Regions from separate parts of the Sus scrofa genome. Here regions 2 and 3 are each linked to region 1. A link is a contact called in public Hi-C and HiChIP or PLAC-seq data. All regions are on one chromosome and are shown on one strand. The core of a region is the stretch at or near the end of the contact, and the rest is flanking DNA. Distances in the headings are between cores, read along the strand shown. Region 1 has its middle 9.3 kb from the start of EIF4G3. Region 2 has its middle 25 kb from the start of SH2D5. Region 3 overlaps EIF4G3 (eukaryotic translation initiation factor 4 gamma 3).

Region 1 (4,258 bases), core at 507-3,006:
ATTTCAGAGAGAGCCTGTGTAATGCAGGGGCTCAGAACCTGGTGTTTGAGCAACCTGGGTTTAACCTCCATTCCAACCACAGACTAGCTAAGTAACCTTGGTCAAGTGACTTCACATCTCAAAGCCCCAGTTTCCATCTCTGTTAAATGAGAATCCTGACACATCTCCTGCACAGTTGCAAATTATTAGATGATGTCTGTTTAGCACAGCTGCTGGTACATAATAATTGCTGAAGGTATGTTTATTATTCAGGTAGAAATGTGACTCACATTCATCAAGTGCTTAATGAATTAATGAATCTCCAGGACTGGGGCTTTGCTAGTAATTCCTTTTGTGGCTTTTGGCAAAATTCCTGCCCTTTTCTGAGCCTCAGTTTCTTCAACAGAAAAACAGGGGGTTAGGGAGTGGGTTAAGGATCCAGGGAGTTCCCGTCGTGGCGCAGTGGTTAACGAATCCGACTGGGAACCATGAGGTTGCGGGTTCGATCCCTGCCCTTGCTCAGTGGGTTAAGGATCCGGCATTGCCTTGAGCTGTGGTGTAGGTTGCAGACCCGGCTCGGATCCTGTGTTGCTGTGGCTCTGGTGTAGGCCAGTGTCTACAGCTCCGATTGGACCCCTAGCCTGGGAACCTCCATATGCTGCAGGAGCGGCCCAAGAAATAGCAAAAAAGAAAAAAAAAAAAAAAAAAGGATCCAGGGTTGCCACTGCAGTGGCTTGGGTCACAGCTGTGGCATGAGTTCCACCCCTAGCCCTGGGAACTTTCACACGCCACGGGCGTGGCCAAATAAATAAATAAATAAAAGATTTATTTCACCCCCCTCAAAAAAATACTAATATTGAATTTTTAAAAATATAGGGGGTTAGATTAGAATGGATTTTCAGCAAGAGCCATTCCAGCCCAGGCACTCCAGGCTGTTTCTACTTCCCACCCTTCTTCTTCTCCCCCTAACCCCCACCACTTTCTTCCTTTCTTCCATCTATCCATCACTTATTCATTCATTCCACAATTATTTATTGAGTATCTACTATATTCCAGGTGCAGGAAACAAAAGAGACCCGCATCAAAACAGGTGTCCATCGCTGACAGCCCGTCTGTTGGAAGCATGTTTGTTCAAAACCTTCTTTGTCCCCTGCTCCAGCAATCAATCTTGCAGGTTATTTCGTGTTTGGAACAGGAAAAAATTGTGCCAAGAGTTTATTTCCATGCATCTCTGTGTGGCTGTGTACACACACACACATTTATATATAACATTTGCAGCAGCGTTGTCATGGGAACCGTTTTTTGGTATCTCTGGGCATGAGGCTGCCTGAGAGTGGGGGAGCTTTTATGGAACACCCCCTGCATGCACTTTTGTGTGGTGCAAAATCCTGCTGGGAGAGTTCCCCAAGAGCCTTTGTCGGCCCTTTTGATCATTGCTGCCTATTTTTCTCCTTGATCTTGTCGGATGTGAGTGAAATTGACTGGGGGAACTGAATGTCAAGCTCAGTGACTGGCAGCGCAAGATCCTCTGGGACATCTGCCAAGGAGCGGCATGGATAGGTCAGCTTGGGCTTTTTGTCTTTTTAAACCCTTGATTTGGGAATGTTTAAGGCTTTGGGGAAGACTTGGATGAAAAGACAAAAGCAACCAGGGAATGTATTTTCAGAAACGACAGCTGCAGCAGCCGCTTTTGAACTTGGTAGGCAGTGCCAGAGCCGGGAGGGGCGGAGCGCCCGCGCACGGGGAGAAGGGAGGTGCTATTCACCACGCCGCTAGCCTGGGCCTGGCCCCATCCTGGGCGCTTCGCATACATTAGCTGCTGGAATCCTCACATCCACCCTGCAAGACAGATGCCGCGGATCTTGGCAGGAAACTGGGATGGAGAGGAAAAGGGCCTAGCCAGGAAGTGGCCAAGCTGCAAGATTCCACCTCTGGCTGGGCTGATCCCAGTGCCAGGGTCCGACCCACTATGTCCGGCCACTGGACCACCTTCTGCAGCCAGGTTTCCCCTCACATCCAGGCCAGGAGGTGGGGGGAGGGGCAGCCAGAAGTAGCAGCCCAGAAATTCAATCCCGCACAAACCCCAAGTCAAGGGGGCAGGTCCAGACATGAGAGGAACACATCAAGCCTGTGCAAATATACCTTCTCTCTCAGTACCTACCAGAGCTGGCTGTTTTGGCTGTCTTGAGAACTGACTGTCTACCAGGCAATTTTCACATTTTTATTATAACGTCTTTGAGGCCAGGCATTCCTGTTGCCGCTCAGCAGTAACGAACCTGACTAGTATCCAGGAGGAAGCGGGTTCGATCCCTGACCTGGCTTGGGGGTGTTAAGGATCTGGCAATGCCCAAGCTGTGATGTAGGTCGCAGACATGGCTGGGATCCTGTGGCTGTGGTGTAGGCAGCAGCGACAGCTTCCCTAGCCTGGGAACGCCCATATGCTGCAGGTGCAGCCCTACAAACCAAAAAAAAAAAAAAAAAAGTGAGAGAGCAAGGTCCAGAGTGGTTAAATGTCTTGTCCAAGATCACACAGCTAATGAGCCGAGCTCTGAACTCAGGCAACCGGGTTCTGGTACCTGAGCTCTTGACTACTGTGCCTCCTGGTCCGCGAGCTAGATTTCTGTGTGTGCGCCGTTCTACATCTGAGCCACGTGGACTCTCCCCACCCCCACCCTCAAAGAGCTTCAGCTGCGCGAGAGATGAGGCCATGGTAAAGGGAGAGGGAAGAGGATCCCTGTATTATTGATGACGTGCTCCATAGTCAGGACCGTGCTAGGTTTTCCACCTCACAACTTTGCTGCGACATTGGAACTACCACAATCCCCTTCCTGTAGATGAGAGGCCTCAAGGTCCAGCAGGGTAAGTGATTTGATTTGCTAAGATCTCAGACCTGGGATTTGAGCCAAGATCTACATTTTCCAAAACCCAAGCCCTAGGCTGCAGAAGCAGAACAGCATTGTCCTGGGCCCTTCTCCCACATCGCTCAGCTATGATGCCAAAGTGGTGTTCCAGTGTCCTCCCGGGAGCAGGGAAGGCCCCTCTAGAAACCCTTGTGTGGCAGAGGACTCGGATCTGTCCAAATCCAGGTGCTCTCCTGAATCTCCCAGAGTAGGATTATACTCAGTAACTCAACCAGCATCCAGCCCTCAACTATTTATGGAGTGCTTCCTAGTGCCAGGCTCTGGGCGTGCAGCAAGGAAAGGGAATCCTTGTCCCTGCCGTCAGGAGCTTACTTTGTAGCAGAGGACACCACGATACAAGTCAGTACACGTGGGGAAGTGCAGGGAGCTGAGGGTGTGAATGAGAGACTTCTGGGGCTGGGCTGATAACTGATGCGGGTGTTTTACGTTTATTCAGGGGGCACCTTCCTGACATGGTGGCTTGAGAAGGCCAAGAATATCATGTAGCGCTGAGGGCCAAAGCCAGCCATGCTACGGCATGAAATGAAAGAGATGGTTATTTTCCTTACGTTGAAAAAGCAGGTTGTGATACTGCTCCCCAACCCATTTCCAGTTCATAGAAGAGATAAACATGCTGATGTTTATCAAATATTTATTATGTACCAGATTCTAGGCTATATAAGTCCCTTCTGCACACAGTGTGCTAGAATCACAGAAAATGTCCCAGCACAAAAGGAGCAGAAGGCAGGGATGGATTAAATTGGTCTAGAAAGGAGAGGAAACAAGGAAAGTTTGTCCCATAAGATGATACTTGAGGGGTTCTCCTTGTGGCTCAGCAGGTTGGGGGTCTGGTGTTGTCACTGCTGTGGCTCGGGTTCGATCCCTGGCCTGGGGAACTTCCACATGCCATGGGTACAGTCAAAAAAAAAAAAAAAAAAAGATACTTGAGCTGGGTTTTGAAGGATAAATAGGAGCTTGCTAGGGAATCTGGGAGCGGGAGATCCTCCAAGTGGAGGAAATAGCATCAGAAAGATTTGGAAAAAAAAAAAAAAAAAAGAAAGAAAGAAAGATTTGGAGATATGAAATTGAGTGGCTGTTCAGGGTGCATGTCAGCAAGGAAATGGTGGGAACTGAGGGTGCAGAGATTGCTAAGAGCCAGATGCAGGAGGGCCTGAGATACCTGGCTGAGGAATCTGGCCTCTATCTAACCCCCATCCAGCCTGCATAAGGATGAGAACCAAGCTTCTTCTTTAACTACTCTAGTCAAGTAGAAGAAAAGGCAGGCAACAAGGGTAGGGTGAAAAAACATGATTGCCAAATTTGGGAAACTGAAGAATGTTCATCTGCAGAATTAATTCTAAATCGCTGCTATTTTCATT
Region 2 (4,258 bases), core at 1,072-3,571, 450 kb after region 1:
TTCTGCCACTGGGATTCCGCAGAAGGACAGGGACTGCGACTGTGGGGTTGCACAGTAGATTCATGACAGAAAATGCTAGGGCTGGCCCAGCTGGTCACTGAGCATTGCACCTATTTCATGCATTATTCTGAGTTTCTGAAAGGCTGGAATCATTATGAAAGAACATCATTTCCCAGCCAGGGGAAGCAAGATTAGATGCTTTGAGGGGGTCAATCAGGATGAGCAAGGAGTTCCCATTGTGGCTCAGTGATAACAAGCCCGACTGGTATCCATGAAGATGTGGGTTTGATTTTCTGGCCTCGATCAGCGGGTTAAAGCATCCGGTGTTGCTATGAGCTGTGGTGCTGGTCCCAGAGGCAGCTTGGACCTCCTGCGTTGCTGTGGCTGTGGCATAGGCTGGCAGCTGCAGCTCGGATTTGACCCCTAGCCTGGGAACTTCTATATGTTGCAGGTTTGGCCCTTAAAAAAAAAAAAAAAAAGAGCAGAACATGGCTGACCCTGAGCCCTGTGGGGTCAAGTGACCTTCCAGGAGTGCCAGTTGGTGAAAAGGCTAGACCAGGTCTGGGACCCTTGGGCCTTTACCTGAGTGTGAGGTCTGGCTCTGTCTCCTATCTGGACTCTTTAAATGCTGGGTGGGCCCAGGCAAGTCCAAAGAGGAGTCCAGCGAGGGGATGCTGACCCAGATCGGATGGCTGCCCCAAATTCTGGTGCTTCTTATATGAACAAGCGACCAATGGACTCCCCGCTCCCTGACCCAAAAGGTCCACACCCAGCAGTGGAGGCCACCCTACCTCCGTCAGTGTCAGAGTGCCCAAGCTGAGGGAATGCCAATCACGAATGAGCATCAGTCCTGGGAGGTTGCTATGGAGATTCGCGTTCTGCAGACGAGGAAAGGAGACTGGGAAAGAGGAGGTGACTTGCCTGAGGACACTGGGTTAGGAAGCCACAGAGTCAGGATTGGACATTGTCCGTGGCACAAACTGCCTACATCTCCCCGAGGGTACAGGCCTTGACAGCCACGGGGAGGGGGCACAACCAGATAAAGGGGCTGTGGCTGACTCCTCCCAGGCCTCTGGATCCTCACTGATCTCTAGGTTGGACAGGATGTTGGGATGACCTGGTTTCTGCCCCACCCCCATCCACATGGGGCAGGGCCATTTCCCTGCTCAGCTCCAGAGCCCCTCACCTGCCCCCAGGTCCCCTACTTGTCCTGGCTTCATTTGGAGAGATTGTAAATTTCCCATTGTATGGCCCAGTGGAACACATGCGACCCCAGGGAGCAGCTGTTTTGTTTTGTTTTCTTTTCTTCTCTTTTTTATGGGGCCACACCTGCGGCAAATGGAGGTTCCCAGGCTAGGGGTCGAATCAGAGCCGAAGCTGCCACAGCAACATGGGATCCGAGTTGCATCTGCAACTTACACTACAGCTCACGGCAACGCTGGATCCTTAACCCACTGAGTGAGGCCAGGGATCCAACCCACATCTTCATGCATACCAATCAGATTCATTACTGCTGAGCCACAGCAGAAACTCCAGAGCAGCAATTTTGAAAAAACTTGTTTGTACTGGTCATATGGTAGGAAAAAAATCCCTAAAAATCTGAGGCAGAAAGGCCCTTAGGGAGCTTCTAAGTCCAGTCTTTTCATGGTGCAGATGAGGAAACTGAGTCCCAGGGAGGGGAAGGGACTTGGCCAAGGTCACACAGCAAATGGCTAGTAATAGTGTGCGTTCGGGTGCTTTCCTCCCAGACTTTTTCGGGTGGCGGTATAGGAAACCTGGGGGACAATGAGAAGGCAGTAATGGGGTTCCATTCGGGACATCCAGGAGCTGGTTCATCCATTCAGCAGAGACCTACTGGGAAGACCTGAAGGCCACAGGCTGCAGTAGGTCCGCACGCAGGTGTGAACTGCCCCCTCTCAGTTCCCATCCAGACCGGGACCTGCCCCCAGTCCTGTCCACAGCTCCCACAGACACAGCGGTGCTTTGCTCTTTCCACACAGGAATCTCCAGCCACCCACCTGGAGTCTTTCTGCTGTCTTTTTTTGTTTTTTTTTTCTTACTTTTTTTTTTCCCCTCCATTTTTGGCCTCCCCCAGGCATATGGAGTTCCCAGGCCGGAGATCAGATCCAAGCCACAGTTGCAACCTAAGCTGCAGCTGTGGCAATACCGGATCTTTAACCCACTGTGCCAGCCTGGAGACCGAGAGCCTGAGTCCCAGAGCTCCCAAGATGCTGCCGATCCCGTTGTGCCGCAGCGGGAGCTCCTCTGCTGTCTTTATCCTCGAGCCGGAGCAGCTGAGTCATCGCTCAGCCCCTAGACAGGGAACTGGGGAGAGGAGGGAGGCACAGGGAGCTGCTGCCACGTGTCAACCCCGAAAGGCCAGCCTGCAGCATCCTGGTGTCCTGCCAAATGGCCCTGGGGCGTTGGGGGGCCCTCCTCCATGTCCTCTGTGCCCTGGACCCTAGGATGGGCTCTGTTACCAGGACCTAAGGGCCCAGGAGCTGGCATCTGCAGGCACTTATCCCAGCTGGGCACAGGCCTGAAGCTTGGTGAGTCAGGCCCCCTGGGGGTGGGACCGCCGATGCCACATGCTGGTGCTCAGGGACACTTTCCTCTCTTGGAAGAGGTGCAGCTGGGGTCTCATGTGAACCTCAGAGCAGATGGGAGGAGCTGCTGTTCTTATCCTTTACTGCGGAGGAAGAAACAGGCTCAAAATGCCAAGGCAGGAGCCAGCCCAGGGCACAGTCAGTAAAGGGTGAGAGAGGGGATTTGCACACAGGTGGCCAGGCTCTGCCACACACCATAGGGCCTGGTAATTCCGGCAATTAGAGGTAGTTAGATCAGCTAGGGCCAGCGAGGGATTTGGGGAAACAGATTATACCCCCTCCCCCAACTACCACACAACCCGCCATCGTAGCACCCAAGTCAGGCCTGGGCTGGGAGGTGGGGCCCTCCGGGGTCTCTCTTGTTGGTTCTGGTCACCATCATGGGGCCAGTCGCAGGACACCTCTCCTTCATGGGGGCATTTCTTGGCTCTGGACTGGTCGGCTGTGGTCCAGCCCTGTACACACGCCCGCCCACCCGGCGCAGCCCAGCTGGTTGCCATGGTGATTGGGCTCAGGCCTTGCATCCGTGAGAACAGTTAAGGAGAAGCACGGGGCACAGCTGGCAGCCGTCACTAGGGAAGTGGGGGGGGGGGGGAGAGGGATCCGGGAGCTCAGGAGGTGAGGGGGGCCAGCGCTCCTGTGCCTAAAAATAGGGCGAGTGGGAGACTCCTAAGTGAGGGGTTGCCTTCTGCCTCCCCTTTCCTGCTGGTGAGGTTGTTCAGACTGAAGACAGCCAGCCTCATCCTCTTGTATCTGTGTTCCCTGAACCCCTTCCAAGCGCCCACAGAGTATCTTTTAGAGCCATTCTCTTCTTAATCCTCGTGGTAGTCTTGTGGAAGCAGGATTTAGGATACTCATTTCACAGATGAGGAAACCAAGGCAGAGAGAGGCAAAATGACTTCCCCACGTAGCAGGTCAACAGAACTACGCGTCTAACCCCCGCCTGTCTGACTACATAGGAAACTGCATTCTTCCTGAGGCCGCGAGCAGCCATTCACTCACCTGCGCCTACCACATGCCAAGCAGGAGTGTGGCAGTGATCAAAACAGGCCCCTCTGCAGGCACACAGCATCCCAAGGCTGCCCTCCAGCCCTGCGCTGTTTGTAGGGTCTCCTGCTCTTGTCCTCAGAGCTGTGTCTTCACAGCCACCTCCCAGGTCAAGGTCAGCCCTTTGGCATATCAAACTTGGGTTACTCCGGAATGCTGCAGCCTCTCTCCATGCCCTGCCTCTGGTCTTCCACTGTCTGTGACCCCAGTACCGTCCTGCCACTAATAGCTGTGTGACCTTCTGCAAGTCACTTAACATCTCTGTGCCTCGGTTGCTTGTCTGTTCCAGGAATCCCAGTCCTTCAGTTGGGTCTGGATCTTTCTCCAGACTTTGGCAGATAGGGCAAGCCTGCGCTTGCACCTCCCCGCCCCCCCGCCCCCCTACTCTGCACCAGGGACCCACCTCCACCTGGGACCCTGAAGCTGCCCAGGGCAGAGCATCTGAGTCTTCTCTGGCTCAGACCAGCAGGCAGACTTTTGTCCAAATTCATTCTGCTTTCGCCAGAGTGGTTTGATTGCCTCTCACACTTGAAAAATATTGCATTTCACAGCTCTGTGTCAGCAACAAAACAGCTTGGCTGCCTGGAGAGCAAGCAGGGAGCAGT
Region 3 (4,258 bases), core at 984-3,483, 280 kb after region 1:
ATAGCTATTAAAATAATTTTTATTGAATGTTTAAGATTATAACATTAAAATGTAGAAATTATTTTATAATAACTTTAAATGCATTTACTTCATAAAGCGTTTATATCTAGTTCTGATTCTTACCCTCTTAGGGCAGCTCACAGTACCCTTTTGTTACTTCTCCCTGTCCTGTCATTGCTCTTACATGATGCTCTATTGATGTCACAGTTAGTTCCATAGCAACTACTAAAATGTTTCATGGGTGATTTTGTTGTGGTTATCAGGGGGTAAGAATTGACAATAAGTGACAGAGTTGCAAACAGTTGCTGTACTCCTTTTGCAACTGAACAAGAAAATGTTGCTCCTACAGAGAATAAAATACCTTCCAGAGGGAGGGGAATCGCATGCATTTCTGGTATGGCTGTAAGAGCTTCACAAATTGGTTTCTCTTTAGATTCACCTGTTGAATTTATTCATTTTATCCTATTATACTTCGTGTTCCTTTGCCCTGTGGCTGTTTTCTAAAGCACTATTGAATATTGAATAGGTAGGTCACTATTCCTGTGCCTTCAAATATTCATCCTCAGGTCAGGGATTGACAGACTTTTCATGTTAACGGTCCAGATAGTAAATAGTTCATGCTTTGTGGACGATATGATCCCTGTCACAGTTTCCCAGCTCTGCGGCTGTAGCTCATAAACAGCCATAGACAGTGTGTAAATGAATGAGTGGCTATATTTCAGTAAATGTTTATTGATGAACATTGAAATTTGAATTTCATATATAATATTCACGTCATAAAATACTCTTCTTTGGAATATTTTTCCACCATTGCAAGATTAAAAACCAAGCTTACCTTGCATACTCTACAAAACCCGATTTAACCTATGGGCTATCATTTGCTAAAACCTGCTTTAGATTGTTATTCTTCATATATGAGAACTGTTTGGACTCATTTTGAACCAATCACTTTTTTCTTAACCTTATAGTTTAAAAGGATATTAAAAAGATATTTAGTCCCTTTCACACAGACTTTTTCCAGAAACCCTAGTCCCTTGTCTTTCTTAAAATTGAGCATTTATTAAAGTAGTTTAGTAAATTTTGGTTGTCATTGTCTTCATTTTTCACTGATCATCAAATCTCTCCTTATATTTTTTTCTCAGCCTTCAAAAGAATGTGTTTCAGGTATCAAGATATTTTAGGTTATAAGTGGTTGTTATGTCATCACAAATATTTAATCAGATTTTTTAAATTGAAGCTTAGAAAGAGCATGAAGGATGATCCATCTTAAAATTGCTAGTCAAGACATCCTAAAATTTGTTTAAAATTTTTAGGATATTTCATCTATCATTACATACATAGTTGTCAATCTGATTTTCTATCAAAAACTCATGCATTAAGCAGGCAGTTTTGTCGACTGAATTTTTCTCTTATTAAGTTCCTATGAAAGTTTCTGCTTTAATAGGCCAGCTAATAAAGTGCTTTATTTTTTCAGTCATGCTTTCTGGGTAGATAATTCAAGGAGTATTAGATATTTGCAAACTAATTGAATAGAGCTCCATCCTACAGAAAGAAAAATAATCATCATAAATATTGAATGCAGCTGTTTTTGTGTATTCCCTTGAAAAATAGCCCTTCTAATAACAATGTGGCTCAGATACCTCAGTGATTCTTGTGCTCTGAGTTGTGAGCATTCATGGACCAAATTTGCTTATGCTTTTTTTTTCCCAGTTAGCAGTTGACTTTGTAAGTAATACAGCCTCTGTTTATATCCAATAGACCGTCTCTTGTTGATTTTAGGTACAGAGAAGACGACTCAACAAATTTTTTCTCCAAAATAGCATTTTTTTTCACATTTTACAGGATCTAAAATAAGAATTCTGTATAATGTAATTATACTGCTTTTTAGTTAAGTTTTAACTACCATTCACAGACTTATATTCCAAATTATTAAAGATCTTCTTAATGTCCTATACTTAATTGTAAGGTTACAAGGTTGCTTTGAGTTAATTCAGACTGTAGTAGAGTATAGAATAAGAAATATGACCGCTTATTCATGATTCAAACTTGGCGATCGGTTTTTTCTCAAACTTTCATCAAAGATGCCTACTTTCTGATGTGTTTTATAAAAAATAAATCATGTTTATCCTTTATTTTCTTAGAATTTTATGTCTTTCTTTTGATAGTTTCCATGCTCTCCAGAGCAAGGAAGCATGTGCATGTATGTGTAGGTGTGTGTGTGTGTGCATGCGTGTGTTTGCATGAACTTTTTATTTCCATTTTAGAAACAAGGCTTAAAAATTGTTTCTGTTGACATCATTTTAAAACTTAGTGCCTTTTCCCCATGATTTGATTTATGGTAGAAGAAAATTTATTAACACTGTATCTGTTACAACATGTCATTTACTTCACTTAATAACAAAGCAGAGTTTGTAACTCTTTAATTAAACTTCTTTTCAACCAATTCAGCAGAGCCTCTAATTTGGCTCTCTTACTGTGAATTTATCAACTGGGATTTGGTAAGTTCCTGTTTCCTCAGAGTGCTTCCAAAGGACTTTTTTCAGAGTGCGTCCCTTCATAAAAAAGAAGGACTTAAAGTTCATTGAGAACTTTATCTTGGGGAGTTTTTATGGCTCATATGACCTTAAGAAATACTTTTTTTTTTTTAATCTGAAATCAAAATGGTAATAAATCATCTGGTGAATAACTTTAATTATGTTTTATCTTTTAAAAATAGGGTGCACCGGAACCCAGATTTCTTCCTGGGGGAATATATTCCCAAGCATTTTTCCATGAATGATTTGATTAAGATCACAATCTCAGACAATTCTAAGAACCAGTAAACAAAATAGATTTTAATTAAGAGGTAACCTCCTTGTAAAATGAGAGATGGTCAGCTTCGTGGGACTTACTTTAAACTACTCATCAAATTCTCCATTTCGCAGAACAGGACAGCACAAAAAATACCCTCTAGTGTTTCTTTTTTTATTTGCTGAGCTTTAGTGGCAAGGCTAGGAGTGCTTGATTTAGATTCTGACTAGAGCTCTTTCGTGTCCATCAAGTTCGAAGGATTAACAGTTCTTTCCTTTTTAACCTTTGATATATTTAGATTTCATTAGTCATGTTAAAGCATTTCAGTAGCCATTTGAATTGTCTGCTTTATCCCAAGAGATGAAATGAGAAAAGTATTTTAAATAAACTTACCATTCTAGTGCCATATGCTGAACACAGGCATCCTTAACTTAAGTGCTATGTTTTCCTGTGCTTTATGAGGGGATAAGTGTAGGTCTTCAAGTATATTTACACACAGTGAAAATATAACCTCTGTGTTCACTTATGCTTTAGCCTAAAGCTGAAGAGGAGCTTTCAAGTGACAAAGTACTTGAATCTGAGCAGGATAAAATGAGCCAAGGGTTTCATCCTGAAAGAGACCCCTCTGACCTAAAAAACGTGAAAGCTGTGGAAGAAAATGGAGAAGAAGCTGAGCCTGTACGTAATGGTGCTGAGAGTGTTTCTGAGGGTGAAGGAGTAGATGCTAATTCAGGCTCCACTGATAGTTCTGGTGAAGGGGTCACATTCCCATTTAAATCAGGTAAGTTTATCCCTGCCTTCTTGTGTATGTCTTTCCTTTCTCGCCTTCACTCTATCGCAACTTAGAGAAATGTTGCCGCCTCATAGAGAAATACTGGATGGAAGGATGGGGTTCATCACAGTGTAATATTTACAGAATAGCTCAGCAGGCATAAGTTAGTGACCAGCAAATCCAGAGTCTTATGTTAGTGGAACTGATATCTGATGCTGGCGTTGTGCTTTTACTGGCATTGGAGGAGTAGCTGACAAAGGGAATCGGTCTGTACTAGACTTTGACAAGAGAAATTTAATTTATTCATTTTAATTGAAAGGGATATTTCAGCTTAGGACCATGTTCTTTGGGATACTTGTCATTTCACAGACCTTAAACTTAGCTTATTGACTGAAATCGCTCTGTAGAACTGGCAGTCAGAACCAGTATGCTAAGTTCTTGACCACCTGTGGTATGAGACGTGCCCTGTGAAATAGGTGATAAAGCCTAGAGGATCTTTCAACTTTAGACACCATCAAATGCACTTGACCTCTGTCCCAATACCATGTAAACCATGGTTAACATTGAGATTCATGGAGGGATTTGGTATGGACATGTGAGGAAAAGTAGGAAGTTTGGGTTAGGTGAATAGTTTTTCTTAGTCTGCCAAGTCTAGTGACTTGTGGATGAGGCAGGGTTTTAATGTAATATATTGGG

What was found. A called contact is a pair of places that touch in the nucleus more often than the background predicts. HiChIP or PLAC-seq counts read pairs in DNA pulled down with a chosen protein or histone mark.
Region 2: a contact with region 1 is called in a Hi-C map of embryonic fibroblasts, with 7 times the contacts expected there. The contact joins two enhancer-like sites. A contact is called at or near these places in 1 of 5 promoter capture datasets (fetal liver), 12 of 47 Hi-C or Micro-C datasets (alveolar macrophages, brain, embryonic fibroblasts and 8 more) and 1 of 2 datasets of contacts at active chromatin or transcription factors (skeletal muscle).
Region 3: a contact with region 1 is called in an H3K27ac HiChIP or PLAC-seq map of skeletal muscle, with 6 times the contacts expected there. The contact joins two enhancer-like sites. A contact is called at or near these places in 1 of 5 promoter capture datasets (liver), 1 of 47 Hi-C or Micro-C datasets (skeletal muscle) and 1 of 2 datasets of contacts at active chromatin or transcription factors (skeletal muscle).

Annotation. Positions count from the first base shown.
Region 1 is chr6:79,389,214-79,393,471 of Sscrofa11.1, reverse strand. No RefSeq gene overlaps it. Among named protein-coding and RNA genes, the nearest start is that of EIF4G3, 9.3 kb to the right of the region's middle. Within about 2 kb of position 1,756, at least 25 of the 83 cell types and tissues checked have an H3K27ac peak or open chromatin away from gene starts, as enhancers often do. A contact at or near this core is called in embryonic fibroblasts and skeletal muscle, where this site is marked.
Region 2 is chr6:78,940,279-78,944,536 of Sscrofa11.1, reverse strand. No RefSeq gene overlaps it. Among named protein-coding and RNA genes, the nearest start is that of SH2D5, 25 kb to the left of the region's middle. Within about 2 kb of position 2,321, at least 14 of the 83 cell types and tissues checked have an H3K27ac peak or open chromatin away from gene starts, as enhancers often do. A contact at or near this core is called in embryonic fibroblasts, where this site is marked.
Region 3 is chr6:79,112,781-79,117,038 of Sscrofa11.1, reverse strand. EIF4G3 (eukaryotic translation initiation factor 4 gamma 3) reads left to right here. Exons shown (of 34, transcript XM_021097671.1): 13 at 3,325-3,571. Among named protein-coding and RNA genes, the nearest start is that of HP1BP3, 110 kb to the right of the region's middle. Within about 2 kb of position 2,233, at least 2 of the 83 cell types and tissues checked have an H3K27ac peak or open chromatin away from gene starts, as enhancers often do. A contact at or near this core is called in skeletal muscle, where this site is marked.